3 separate regions of the Mus musculus genome follow, and all the other regions are linked to region 3. A link is a contact called in public Micro-C and promoter capture Hi-C data. All regions are on one chromosome and are shown on one strand. Each heading gives the region's core, a stretch centred on a gene start, on an enhancer-like site or on the middle of the called end of the contact. The rest is flanking DNA. Distances are from core to core; before and after follow the strand shown.

Region 1 (4,318 bases), core at 744-3,243, 220 kb after region 3:
GGAGCTGTCTAACATGCCCTCTGAAGACCTCTTCAGAGACATTCTCCTCTCCAACCTCGCGGCCAGGGTACCTGTGGTCTTGGACCCTGTGGCCATATTCCCTGGAGAAGTCTTCACCCTCTTCTCTGTGGCCTCTGTCCTTCTCACCTTGATATCCCCGGTGGATGTGGTGACCAAACTCAGTTGATAGGTCCTCTGAGGACCCAGGGATGCCTGCATTGTTGTTCCAGTTGCCCAGGCCCAGACCGGCCCCTCTCAACTCCTGGGTCACCACTGGAGGGACCAGCAGGATGGCCACTGTGGCCCAAAGGAGACAAGTGTGCAACCATGGCCCCTGGAAGCCCATGGGGACGTTTAGCAGCTGAGCGTCTGACCAGGCTGGCTTCAGCTGCCTCTGATGGGTCCTTGTGCCTTTTTGGCTTTGACTTTCAGATTGTCCCTTTTGTCGTGGTATAGCTCCCACTCTCTGCCTCTCTATCTTCCTCAGGTCTTGGATGACCCTCTGAGGATGTCCCCTTTGCAGCTGTGACCCTGGTTCCAGGACCTCCCTTCCCACTGCTGGACCAATGGGGTCTGTCCCCTCCCCTTCTTGCTGCTAAATTTATCCAGAGCCTAAGTTATTCTGGTCACTCCCTGCCTGCCCCTCCCCTCCTGTTCCTCTGGCTCAGGACTGGGTGGTGGAGGGGTCTTCATGGCGGGGGCGGGGGGGGGGAGGCAGGGACGTGACAAGCTCAAGTTTGGCATTTTTAGCACAAAGGCTGAACGTTTAGAGTGTCTTGCTGGGAAAGCCTGGGGCTCTGGGAGAGGAGGATGCAGGAGCAGAGGGCCCCCTGCAAGGTAAACACTGGGAAGCGTGCAGGCAGAATGGGACATTCGGTGTGACAGTGGTGTCCTGCAGAAGCTGTGGAAGACAGTGAAGGAATACTGTGCCCAACACCCCATGACCTCCTCTCACTGGAACTCAGATCTGGGGACAGGGGACCAGACCAGTGCTATAAATACAACAGGGGGGAGGTGCTGGGGGCTCAGGTTACTAGGCCTCAGCTGTCCCCACCAAAGGGACTTGGCTGCAAACAGGTGTCACTGCCTTCTCTGCTGGTCAGTGTCACCCACCCCACACTTGTCAGTATATCCACCGTCTTTGAGTTTTTGTCCTTTATGAGTCAACCCCCCCCCCCCCATTATAGTCACTGTTCTGAGCTTCCGTGTTTCTTCTCAGGATTCTAACCTCTCCTCTCCTACTGTGTCTTCCCTGATCCTTCTCTTTGATTCTTCTCTCTCTCTCTTTCTGTGTGTGTGTGTCTGTCTGTCTGTTTCTCTGTGTGTGTCTGTCTGTCTCTGTGTGTGTGTGCCTGTCTCTCTGTGTGTCTGTCTGTCTCTGTGTGTGTGTCTGTGTTTGTCTCTGTCTCTCCTCTGTGTGTGTGTGTTTTCTCTCTCTCTGTCTCTCTCTTTCTCCCTGTATCTCTGTCTCTGTGTGTGTGTCTCTCTCTCTAGTTCTCTCTGTGTCTCTGTTCTCTCTGTCTCTCCTCTCTGAATCTGGGACTCTGTTGCTCTATCACTTTGTATTTCTATCTGTCTCTAACTATCTCTGGATATCTCATTCTTTTTCTGTATTGCTGTCTTCATATTCTCTCTCTCTCTCTCTCTCTCTCTCTCTCTCTCTCTCTCTCTCTCTCTCTCTCTGGGTCTCTGCCCCCTTTTCTTTCTCTGGGTCCCTCTCTTAGTTTCTGTCTCTCTCTCTCTGGGTCTTTCTCTCAGTCTCTGTCTCTCCGAATCTATGTTTGTCCCATGGCTGACATCTATCGTGTGCCCCACTCTGCTTCCTTCGTTCCTCCGCTTGCTCTGCCTTCCAACTCTCGGTCTTTCTTGTCCCCCAAACCGACCCCATCACTGGTTTGGCAGCAGAGTTTGTCCCTCCTCCGCAGCCGCCCTCTCCCCGCCTCCCGTGACGTGTCCCGGGACTCCCCGCCCCGGGCTGGGCTGCGAAGTTGCGGATCCGGTTTGGTCGGGCGGGTCGGCGGCTGGAGGAAATACACGGAGCCTCAGGGGCTGCGGCAGCAGCATGGTGGGGCCGGAGAAGGAGCAGGTATCGCACAGCGTGGGGCTGGGAGTGAGTGGGGTCCAGAGGCGGAGCCAGCTCCGGGGATCCGGGTCAGATGCTGCAGTGGCTGGACCAGGAGTTCCCAGACCGAGCTGCGTGGGTTCCTGGCTGAGCCCGAGGGAGGAGTTCCCAGTGTGTCCCGTGGGCGCGCGGGGTTGTCTTCGAATCCTGTGGGTCTGACTCGACTCCCTGCCCTGCCCTTCTTGTTCCGGTTCTCAGAGCTGGATCCCTAAGATCTTCAGGAAGAAGGTGTGCACGACGTTCATAGTGGACCTCTCCGATGATGCGGGGTGAGCAGTTCGGGGCTGCTGACCTGGCAGCGTAGGTTCGCGGGCCCTGCCCCACTGCAGACAGGCTCCGCCCCCATAGACTGGACTCGCCCCACTCAACGCAGACAAGGGTGCCCACCACAGACTGACCTTCACTGCCTACCGCAGGAGGTCTTGGTGCACAGACACACCCCACCCACCACAGAAGTCTCAGCTCAACACACTCAGACCCCGCCCACTAAGGACCTTCCCGCCTTCACTTGAGACAGACCCCTCCCCCTGCCCTTGTTTTGGGCCACCCTGCTTAGGGCACGCCCCGAATTCTTCATTCCCCTCTAGGTGGGGATCCATTCTGTGTCTTTGTGTCTCTGTCTCTTTGTGTCATTTGTCTCTGCTTCGGCTTTCTGTGTCATCCCGGCTCAGCGAGCATAGCCACACAGCCCTGCCAGCCTTACATAGCTCTGCAGCTTTGGGATAGTAATTCCCTTCTAGGGCTGCGCTTGTCACCTGGGCACAGAACAGCTCCTCCCTTCTGGGGCCGCTGTGCAAACTAAACAAGGTCACTCTGGGACATTTCTGGAACTCTGCCCATCACCTAATAACATCTAATAAACATCCGGGAATATCTGCAACTCCCATGAGAAGAAGAGGGCAATTGCCACTGCAAGCTGTGCTGTGCTGTAGGTGGCAGGGGACAGGAGCAAGCCCTATAGGCTTCTTGGCTGCATGCTTAGTCTCCCTAGCGGGGTCCAGCTTTAACTCAGTTCTCAGGGTAGACTTTTGGCCTTGGGGCAGTGACACCTGATTTCCTTAGTGTGACTTTATCAGGAGCCTGTTGTCCCACCAGTGTGGGACAGGAAAATGTTGTATAAATAAACAGAGATACTGGTTTACTGGTGGGTCTGGCAGAGGGTCACAGACAGCGTGACTAAAGTCAGTGGGACAAGATGGGAGCTGGTGGGCTACAGGTGTCATTGGAAAGATGGTGCAGTGTGGTGCTTTGAAGGTGGCTCTGGGCCTTGGAAGTGCTCGGTCGAAGTCCTCCCTAAGGACAGCCCAGCGTGGCTTGAAAGTAGAGCAGAGTTCAGGCTGTCAAGAGTGTTGTGAGTGGGAAGGTTGGTGGTAGACCTCATGGGCTCTCAGAGGCCATCCCGAGTGTGGTTTCCTGGGGCTGCGTGAGGGCGGGTAGGAATTCAGAAAGGTGAGAAGAGATTGGGACCATCACCAAGATGATGAGCCCAGGAGAAGAAGCAGGTTTGGAAGGGGATGCTGAGTGCCGGTCCTTCTGTGTACATGATGGGCCTTGGAGACGGGCAGGGGAGGATTGGGACCCTGCTGGTACTTAGCAGAAGAGTGAGATTCATACTGGGGTCTGAGGTCCCAGCTATAGGTGGAGATTGAATCCATGGAGGCAGGTGAGGAAAATACAAAGGCCCCCTGTCTCTCTCGCCTTCCTCTTCTTTCCTTCTTACACCTCTGGGCTTAGGGTGTAATTCAGGGGTAGCACACATACTTAGCATGTGTTGGGTTCCGTTCCCAGGACCAAAAACCCAAACCCAAGAAACCTGAGCACCAGAAAGCCACCAGGGGCTGTAGAGATGGTCCCGTGGTTAGTAACTCTGGCTGCTGTTATAGACAAGCACTCAGTGCCCAGCACTGCCCAGGCAGCTCACAACCACCTGTAACTCCCATTCCAGTGGATCTGACGCCCTCTTCTGGCCTTCACAGGCACTGCACACCTACGGTACACAGACACACATGCAGGCAAATCCTCACCCACAAAATTAAAAACCAAAACACTCACCCAACACCCCCCCCCCACACACACACATCTCTTAACACCTTTAAGACAAGTGCTAGCGGCTGCTGAAGTGTCTTAACTGTCTCTCTCGGCCTCTGGGGTTGATGGGCTAGCGTGTCATTGAGGGGTAGCCAGGAGGCTAGCATG
Region 2 (4,636 bases), core at 1,351-3,850, 250 kb after region 3:
GCACTAAACGCTTTTCTTTTGAAGAAGCCCACTTTAGTGACTTGTTTGCAGTTTGTTTTATTTGTGTGTATGAATGTTTTGCCTGCATGTATGTATGTGTACCATGTGCGTGGAAAGTGCCTATGGTGGTCAGAAGAAGGACATCGGATCCTCTGGGACTGGAGTTACAGGTGACTGTGAGCTACCGAGTAGCTGCTGGAAACTGAGTCTGGATCCTTTTGCAAGAGCAGCCAGTGCTCTTAACCTTAGCTGAGCCATCGCTCCAGTCCGGTTTTTTTTTGTTTGTTTGGTTTTGGTTTTTGGTTTTTGTTGCTTATATTCTTGCTCTTGTCGCATGTAATGTGATTTATTTTGTGTGTCTGGTCCTTCAAAGGATCCCCAGTTGCTAGTTAACTGGTTCTTTAAGATTTCTTAGCTGAGTCAGGCCTTTAATCCTAGCACTTGGGAGGCAGAGGCAGGCAGAGCTCTGAGTTCCAGCTCAGCCTGGTCTACAGAGTGAGTTCCAGGACAGCCAGGGCTACACAGAGAAACCCTGTCTGGAAAGAAAACAAAAAGAAAAACAGACAAACAAACAAAAGAGCTCATAGCTGTTAGAATTGCCTGATGCCAGGGACTTCAGTGGTGATTGCCTTTTGGATTTCCGGGAACGGGAGAGGATATATAAGGCCAGCTGAGGCTGAGAAAGGACTTGGGCTTGGGCAACCAGGGTGAGAAGAGAAGACAGTTGGAGACAGTTGAGCCAGGAGAAGCTGAGCTGAGAAGATAGGCTAGACCAGTTGTTACAGTTTGGAGCTGCTAGATTGGGAAAACTGGGAGAAGGGACACACTCACGCAGGCTCTTAACCTAGTGGATCTAGAGCCCAGTCCCTACGCATGCTGAATCCCAGTCGCTCGCTCACGTGGTAACGCATTTATTCCCTATTTGTGCAGAGTCAGGGAGACAATATTGGGGTGGAGACTCTTAGCTGTCTCTTTACGTTGGCATAAGCAGAGCCCTGCCTCAGATTCCTCACCTCTGCTGTCACACAGCCTTAGCAAATGAGCAGGGACCTGGGTCACACCTCCACTCATGACATTGTGCTCACAATGCTGCCCATGTATTGACTTCCCAGGGCATCTTCACAGAGCTTTTAACACAGAGGAAACAACGAGCTATTTGGTATTAAATGGACCCAAGTTGATTTAGTCACTAATGCACACCTTCATTCTGACCAACCACTCATTCTGAGCCTGTTATGCGCCAAACACAAGGACCTCAGCTCGATGCCCGGAATCCGAAGCAGACTGTCCCCAGCTGAGGGTAGATCAGTTGGGAGAAACCTTTGAAGGGGCGGGGCTGGAAACTAGGAGGAGGGCTGGCAGGGAGTTAAGAGAACTGGTTATTATTTGTAAGAATAGGAAACATTAAAAGGAAAAAGAAATTTTAAAAAACCCACACATTTTACAGTCCCATACAGAGGGTCAATCTAAACTCCAGAGTCTGGAAACTTAAGAGTTGATTTTGGGGTTTAGCTCTTAGCTATTGATCATTAGCCCATTTGGAGTTAATTTAGTTCGCAGTGTGAGGACAGGCCCTACTTCAGTCTTTGTGTCAGTTCAGGAGAGTGCATTAAAGACACTGGGCATAAAGTCCTTGTTAGAAACCAGCTGGGCTCAGGATGGTGTGGTGGAGCAAGCTTGTCCCAGCACTCGGAAGGTCAAGGCAGGAGGATCAGAAGCCTGGGGTACATGAATCCCTATATCAGAATCAAACAGGGGATGGAGAGATGGCTCAGTGGTTAGGGTCACTGACTGCTTTTATAGAGGACATGGGATCGACTCCCAGCACTCACGTGGAAGTTCACAACTTCCTGTAATCCCAGTTCCAGGAGATCCGACATCCTCTTCTGGCCTCTGTGGGTAATATGCACAGACATACATGTAGGCAAAATAGTTATGCATGTAAAAATAAATTAACCTTTAAAAAAAAAATCCAGGCAATGGTGGCTCATGCCTTTAATCCCAGCACTTGGGAGGCAGGGGCCAGTGAATCTCTGAGTTCAAGGCCAGCCTGGTCTACAAGAGTTCCAGGATAGCCAGGGCTACACAGAGAAACCCTGTCTCAAAAACAAAAACAAAAACTATCAAGAACCCACTGTAGAATTTTGAAAACATCAAAGCCAGAATGTTGGAGTTGGGTGGCCGTGGCTCAGTCAGTAAAGCATTTGTCTTGCAAGCTCAAGGACCTCAGCTTGATGCCTGGAACCCGTGCAGACTCTTCATCCATTGTATGTATGTATGTATGTATGTATGTATGTATGTATGTATACATGCATGTACACCACATGAGTACAGTGCTGGCAGAGACCAGAAGAAGGCACTGATCTTTTGGAATTGGAGCTTCCATATTAGTGCTGAGAACTGAATGTGAGTGCTCTGCGGGTGCCACGTGCTCTTGCGGTCTCTGACTACTTTATCTCGACTCCTAATCCAGTCCTATGATCAGGGTCCTTTATTGGCTTCCCGTGACTATTGACCTCTGGCCTCCACAGCTACACCTTCAGCAAAGTGCACGGCAACAGCGACCTCTACTGGAAGGCACAGCGCTACAGCCTCATCCGGGAATTCCATTCGAGGCCTGCCCTGGCCCCACCCCTCATCATCATCTCTCATGTGCGCCTCCTCATCAAGTGGCTGCGCAGGTGTCGCAGGTGTCGCAGGGCTAACTTGCCCGCCTCCCCAGTCTTCGAGCACTTCCGTGAGACTGGAGCTTGGTCTGCATGGGAGTGGGGCGGGGGGGGGGGGGCGTTTGGGGAGGGGAGAAGAAAAGCAGGTGGGTGGGGCTCGGGGAAGGTGTCAGGATCTGCACCCATCTGGGGACGAGGCATGAGGAATTTGGTGGCTTTGGGGAGGGGACAAGTTCCCAAGTGGTCCTGCCCTTTGACTCCTGGGACTTGGCCCTGCAGGTGTCTGTCTCTCTAAGGAAGCAGAGCGGAAGCTGCTGACTTGGGAGTCTGTGCACAAAGAGAACTTCCTGTTGGCACAAGCTCGGGACAAGCGAGACAGTGACTCGGAGCGTTTGAAACGCACGTCTCAGAAGTGAGGCGGGGGCCTGCTGTGGGCAGGACCTGCAGGTGGGACGTTCTGTCTTCAGCTAGGAGAACTCTCTCTCTTTTTAGGGTGGACACTGCACTGAAGCAGCTGGGACAGATCAGAGAGTACGATCGGCGTCTGAGGGGGCTGGAGAGAGAGGTGAGGACCTGGGCGTGGGCTGGCGGGGCTGGGACCCCCTGCTTCCCTGCTCCTGCCTTGACTTATTCCTGTCTTCCCAGGTCCAACACTGTTCTCGAGTCCTGACTTGGATGGCTGAGGCCCTTAGCCACTCTGCCTTGCTGCCTCCAGGGGCCCCACCCCCTCCGAGCCCCACTGGTTCCAAAGGTCAGTGTGGTCCTGGGCTTCTGCAAGACATCCCCCCGTGGGCCTTCCCGTTGTTCCTGGGTCCCTTGCTTGGTCTGCTGAAGGCTCTGTTGTCTGCTTGTGTGGGGATGTGTGTAGCTGGCGTGAGTGTGCATGCCTGTGCAGGCCAGGGTTGACCTCTCTCTCTCTCTCTCTCTCTCTCTCTCTCATTCATTCCTTGAAACGGGACCTATCCCTAGGCCCAGGTGTCTCCAGTTGGCTTTGGGTTGCTGTCCCGACACACTGCGAAATCCTTCTGTACCTGCCCCACTCCCCCGTCTTTTGAAGTGGGTCCGGTGTTCACCCCAGGGTGCCACTGTCTCTCCCCGCTCTTTTTAATATGGCTGCTGTGTGCCTGTTCTGGTTTCATATCTGTTGCTAGGATAAAATACCGACCAAAAGCAACTTAGGGGATGAAGAATTTACTTGGCTTATGCTTCCAGGTTACAATCCATCAGTGAGGGAAACAGGGAGAGAGCGTGGACGTTCTCACCTATAACCAGAAAGCTCACAGCCAAAGAAACGCACCAGAAGCCACGAACAACGCTGTTCGCTGGACCACAGCACCTTCCGTCCAGCCAGCTTCAGCAAACAGTTCAGGACTCCTCACCCCAGGAAATGGGGTTGCCCACAGTGGCCTGGGCCTTTCTACACCAATTGGCAATCAAGATAATGCCCCCCAGACATGCCCACAGGTCTATTTGATCTAAACCATCGAGGCTCTTCCTCTCAAATGGCTCAGGTTGACAGAGCTTAACCAGGGCACAGTCTGAGCTCAGGTCTCCTGCTTGTGTGACAGGCACTTTGCCCACTGACTGTGTCCCCTGCACTGCTTCTTTTTGCCATTCTCTCATTTCCTGGGACTCATCACCCACTGTCCTCTCCGTCTCTCTTCCAGACTGAGTGTTCCTGGTGGATGTCTAGGTGTTTGCATCCAGAGAGGGTTCATTCCTCAAGCTGGGCCCAGTCTGCCTCAAGCGACACAACTGGTGGCCTTATCCTCACCACGAATCCCATGCTTATGGGTTGCTGTCCAGACACACTGCGAGTATCACCGAGGGACTCCTTCCCAGAGCAGCCTCACCTTGGGTGAATCAAGCTCTGAGCTGGCAAAGTTGGCCTCTTTGTGGGCCCAGCCACACAGCAGAGGAAGCAGGAGGGTCCTGGGGTGCAGGAACCACAGACCCTACACACAGCTTCC
Region 3 (4,473 bases), core at 1,284-3,783:
GACTAAAAGAACTAAGGGACATAGTGCAGTTGCCGTTTGTCACAGCTAGTGTTTCTATCACTGTGATAAACACCATGGCCAAAAGTGACCTGGAGAGGAGAGGATTTATGTCTGCCTACAGCTCCCAGGTCACACTCTGTCACTGAGGGAAGCCAGTGACAGAGGGCTCAAGACAGAAACTCAAGGCAAGGACTGAAGCAGAGGCTCACTGGCTTGCTCCCTTGGCTCGTTCAGCCCCTTTCCTTATACTCTCCAGGCCTCCAGGACCACCTGCCCAGCGATGTCACAACCCCCCAGGGAGCTAGGGAAACTCCCACACCAACCACTAATTAAGAAAATGAGCGCCTTTAATCTCAGCACTTGGGAGGCAGAGGCAGGCAGATTTCTGAGTTTGAGGCCAGCCTGGTCTACAAAGTGAGTTCCAGGACAGCCAGGGCTATACAGAGAAACCCTGTCTCGAAAAAAAAGAAAAAAAAAGAAAAAGAAATTGAGCAGGGCAGTGGTGGCACATGCCTTTAATCCCAGCACTTGGGAGGCAGAGGCAGGCGGATTTCTGAGTTCAAGGCCAGCCTGATCTACAGAATGAGTTCCAGGACAGCCAGGGCTACACAGAGAAACCCTATCTTGGGAAAAAAGAAAAAAGAAAATGAACAGCAGGTTTGCCCACATGCCAATTTGGTGGGGCCATTTTCTAGTGAGATTTCCTCTTCCCAAATGACTGTAGCTTGGGTAGAGTTGATATAACACTTATCAGCACACCACCTTAGAAAACTTTGGAGAGGGGTGTGTGTATAAGGCAGAGCCTCAGAAGGAGGGTCTACAGACCCTGAGGGTGGTGGGGAGCTGAGATACACAGACAGAGAGACAGAGGCCCAGACTGGGGCTAAACCTGGAGGCACATAACAGATTCTGAGTGCAGGGAAGTCAGAAATTTGATACAGGAAGCAAGTGTTTTGTTCATTCCTAAAGATGGGAGGGAGAGCAGGGCAGAGGGACTGAGCTGTCCTGGGCATGGGTAGCTGGAAAGAGGGACTGGAGACCAGGTGTGGGACAGAAAACACTCACCTGCAAATCTCTTTCCTGTGTCACGTCACCGGGGATAAAAACAGTGCCCGAGAGTTCCTGCTCCAGAGCCCGGCCCCCAGCCTCTGCAGGAGAAAGATTTTGGGTCTGAGGAAGGAGAGCTGAGGCTTGGACACCAGAGTCTGAGGGTAGAGGGCTAGGGAAGAGCCCTGGATGGGAGGGAAGAAAGCCAGGACTTGAATTCCTGGGTCCGAGGAAGCAGAGCTGGGTTCAAGGGAGGAGAGCTAGGCGCGGATCCCTTTCGATGGAGGAGGCAAGGGAGAATCGAACACTGAATCACTCACCATCCTTGTCACAGAAAACCACTTGAGCCCCACTGTCCACTGCCAAAAGAAGAGAACAAGGTTACAAGCCCTGCAGACTTTCCTCACCATCTCTGGTGCCCTCTGCTGGCCACCACCCAGAGCACCTGCCACTCCAGCGGCTCTTGTGACTGGCTTCAGTCCTCTTACAAGAGCAGAATCTTGCAACAAATAACCTTTTTCATTAAGCTGCTGTTGGCCCCCATCCTGGATTCTAGAAAAATCCCAAACCGATAGGCAATAATACTCTCAAAGCTATCATTTGCAGCTAGGAACCGATCCAGGGAAGATTTTTTTTTTTATTTTTATATTTTTGAGACAGAGTTGCTCTGTATGGTCCTGGCTGTTCTGAGCTCACTCTGTAGATCAGGCTGGCCTAAAATTCAAGAGATTCGCCTGCCTCTGCCTCCCAAGTGCTGGGATTAAAGGTATATGCCACCACTGCCAGGCCAGTGGAAGAACTTTTTTTTTTTTTTAAGATTTATTTATTTATTATATGTAAGTACACTGTAGCTGTCTTCAGACACTCCAGAAATGCCAGATCTCATTACAGATGGTTGTGAGCCATCATGTGGTTGCCGGGAATTGAACTCAGGACCTTCAGAAGAGCAGTCAGTGCTCTTAACCGCTGAGCCATCTCTCCAGCCCAAGGAAGAGTTTTTAATGACCAACCTATCAGCAAAGACCCAACAATCCAAATGGACTGAGGGACTGGAGAGATGGCTCAGCAGTTAAGAGCACTGGCTGCTATTCCAAAGGACCCAGGTTCATTTCCCAGTGCCCATATGGCAGCTCACAACTGTTTGTAACTCCAGTTCCAAGGGATCTAATACTCTCAGCCAGATTCAACAACAATGCAGAGGAAAATAAAAATAAACAAATCATTTAAGAACAAATAAATCATTACAGAAATGAACCTGAGTCTCCTCCTCCCACTCTGGGAACCTCTGTCAGTCATCCTTTCTCTCCTACAACAATTCAGACAGCAGGCGGGAAGACCCTTACTCACCGAAGGCTCTCACGATCGCAGCCCCGATGCCCCGGCTGCCTCCAGTCACCACCACCACCTTCCCAGAATATCGGGTTACTGCAGCCATCCCCAGCTGTATCCCACGCCCTCTGGACCTCTTCCCACCTCCACAGTCCAGAGAAGCAGTGGGGTGGAACCAGATATACAGGCTGGGTCACTGAAGGCTGACCTTGGGAGGGGGTGTTTCTAGGAAGGCACACCTGGGAGAACTGAGGACTCTCCTTCCTAGCCCTTCTTTTTCAGTCCCAGGGTACCCAAACTGACAGTCCTCCTTCAGACTCAGGGACCCTCACCCCAGCTCTGCCTCCTCAGACTGACTTCAGCCTTGCTCCCTTTGACTTGTTTTTTTTGTTTTGTTTTGGTTTGGTTTGGTTTGGTTTTTCGAGACAGGGTTTCTCTGTATAGCCCTGGCTGTCTTGGAACTCACTTTGTAGACCAGGCTGGCCTGGAACTCAGAAATCCGCCTGCCTTTGCCTCCCAAGGGCTGGGATTAAAGGCGTGCGCCACTACACCCGGCTTTTTTTCTTTTTTTTTTTTTTTTCCTTTGACTTGTAAGACCAGGGCTACTTCTTCTGGCTTGATTCAGGCTCCAGCCTCCTCCCTCAGACCCATATTGTTTGTTTGTTTGTTTGTTTTTCGAGACAGGGTTTCTCTGTATAGCCCTGGCTGTCCTGGAACTCACTCTGTAGATCAGGCTAGCCTCAAACTCAGAAATCCACCTGTCTCTGCCTCCCAAGTGCTGGGATAAAAGGCGTGTGCCACCACTGCAGATTGGGCCCTTACCCTTGTTTGTCAGAACACAATGTCACAACCACAGAGAGAATAAAAGCTATTTATTGACTAATAGTTCAAAGTTTTCATCCAATTTTGGACAGTGTTGGGAAAATCAATCTTTGACCATAGCGGCCCTGGCCCTCCTAGAATACATGCTGGAATGAACCTCTCCCCTGTGGTCCTGAATGGTCCCACACCTCAAAGTTGTGCTTCCAGCTTGTAGGGCTCAGTATAAAGATGGGAGTCAAAAGCTGGACTGCAGCAGAGTGACTCTGAAGGGCCATGCCCCCTCTTCCTGGGTCAGAGCTGGAGGGGCCTTCCCAGGGTCCCACCTGGCCTCCCATGGGGCCAGGCCTCTCCGGCTGCCTTGGCATGAGAACCCTGTGGTAGCAGAAGTAGCCTTGTGAGGAGCTGGGGACGAGGTGACCTGGGGCAGTTCTTCACTGGGAGGCTGTGGGCTTGGCTGGAGACAGTCTCCCCTGGTATCCAAATTTCTGCCTGGAGAGGCTAAAGGGATAAGGAGCAGTGTTAACTTAATCACGTGACATCCACACTTCCAGGCTTCCTCCCTCAGAGCCTGGGCGCCTCACCTGCCATCAGCCTGTGCCACTGGGAAGCCTCTGTAGCTAGAGCCTGGGAGAGGCTGAGCACTCGCTCCCGGTGGCCTCCAGGTACTGGTGAGCAGGTTGCAGAGTGCCTGGGACTACAGAAAATAAGCCACGGGTGTCACACAGGCCACTGGGGCTCGCTGGGAGTTCTTCCTAGCGGGTATCTATCTAGAGGACTTTAAGCTCAGGCTCTCTGCATTTATTACCAGTAGACCAGCAGTGAGGTCACCATTACAGTAGGAACCGCTGGGTCTGATACAGGCCACAGGAGCTCTGCTATTACTGACCAGGCATGAGGGGCTTCCTGGCTATGATAACACCACTGCCTCTGCCCCTCCCCCATTGCCACTCCCCACACTAGAGCCATACCTACTCCAGGACCCAGAACTCCTGAGCCATTTCGCAGCTCCAACAATAGGCTGGAAAGGAAGTATTGGTTACAATTCTTGTTGTGGAGAGTGGTCACAAGTTCAAGGCCAGCCTGGTGGACTTGTGTCCAGATGGAAAGAAGAGAGGAAAGCGGGATGGGGAAAAGAGGAGAGGGAAGGGGACAAAAGAAAGAAAAGGGCTGGGGGGAGGAATAGAATTTTGCCATTGAAGCCCCTGTTTTCTCTCCCTCCTTCTTTGACACCCTCCCCATCCCCTTCTCCTTCTCCTCGGTCCTGTCTTCCCACCG

The links. A called contact is a pair of places that touch in the nucleus more often than the background predicts. Capture Hi-C pulls out chosen DNA fragments and counts their contacts.
Region 1: a promoter capture Hi-C map of pancreatic islet shows a contact between it and region 3. The contact joins the promoter of Trpm4 here to the promoter of Hsd17b14 in region 3. A contact is called at or near these places in 8 of 39 promoter capture datasets (the 3T3-L1 cell line, hematopoietic stem and progenitor cells, hippocampal neurons and 5 more), 5 of 484 Hi-C or Micro-C datasets (embryonic retina, embryonic stem cells, growing oocytes and 1 more), 5 of 115 datasets of contacts at active chromatin or transcription factors (bone marrow-derived macrophages, embryonic stem cells, large pre-B cells and 1 more) and 4 of 9 other capture datasets (adipose tissue, liver, macrophages and 1 more).
Region 2: a Micro-C map of the G1E-ER4 cell line shows a contact between it and region 3, with 2.8 times the contacts expected there. The contact joins the enhancer-like site here to the promoter of Hsd17b14 in region 3. A contact is called at or near these places in 6 of 39 promoter capture datasets (the HPC-7 cell line, hippocampal neurons, liver and 2 more), 3 of 15 datasets of contacts at CTCF or cohesin (embryonic stem cells, large pre-B cells and pro-B cells), 24 of 484 Hi-C or Micro-C datasets (B cells, the G1E-ER4 cell line, the HL-1 cell line and 13 more), 6 of 115 datasets of contacts at active chromatin or transcription factors (embryonic hindbrain, embryonic stem cells, memory CD8 T cells and 2 more) and 3 of 9 other capture datasets (adipose tissue, liver and pancreatic islet).

What each region holds. Positions count from the first base shown.
Region 1 is chr7:45,331,455-45,335,772 of GRCm38.p6, reverse strand. It overlaps Trpm4 (transient receptor potential cation channel, subfamily M, member 4), which reads left to right and starts at 1,993. Exons shown (of 25, transcript NM_175130.4): 1 at 1,993-2,086; 2 at 2,321-2,391. The coding sequence starts at 2,063. Hrc (histidine rich calcium binding protein) reads right to left here and starts at 504. Exons shown (of 6, transcript NM_010473.2): 1 at 1-504. The coding sequence starts at 346.
Region 2 is chr7:45,303,390-45,308,025 of GRCm38.p6, reverse strand. Trpm4 (transient receptor potential cation channel, subfamily M, member 4) reads left to right here. Exons shown (of 25, transcript NM_175130.4): 21 at 2,532-2,737; 22 at 2,946-3,078; 23 at 3,159-3,231; 24 at 3,312-3,417; 25 at 4,334-4,636. The coding sequence ends at 4,338. Among named protein-coding and RNA genes, the nearest start is that of Gm39006, 3.3 kb to the right of the region's middle. Within about 2 kb of position 2,600, at least 32 of the 459 cell types and tissues checked have an H3K27ac peak or open chromatin away from gene starts, as enhancers often do. A contact at or near this core is called in the G1E-ER4 cell line, cerebral cortex, hippocampal neurons and 1 more, where this site is marked.
Region 3 is chr7:45,552,988-45,557,460 of GRCm38.p6, reverse strand. Hsd17b14 (hydroxysteroid (17-beta) dehydrogenase 14) reads right to left here and starts at 2,533. Exons shown (of 9, transcript NM_025330.3): 1 at 2,395-2,533; 2 at 1,368-1,406; 3 at 1,066-1,148. The coding sequence starts at 2,482. It overlaps Plekha4 (pleckstrin homology domain containing, family A (phosphoinositide binding specific) member 4), which reads right to left. Exons shown (of 20, transcript NM_001381849.1): 18 at 4,167-4,216; 19 at 3,780-3,892; 20 at 3,232-3,696. The coding sequence ends at 3,434.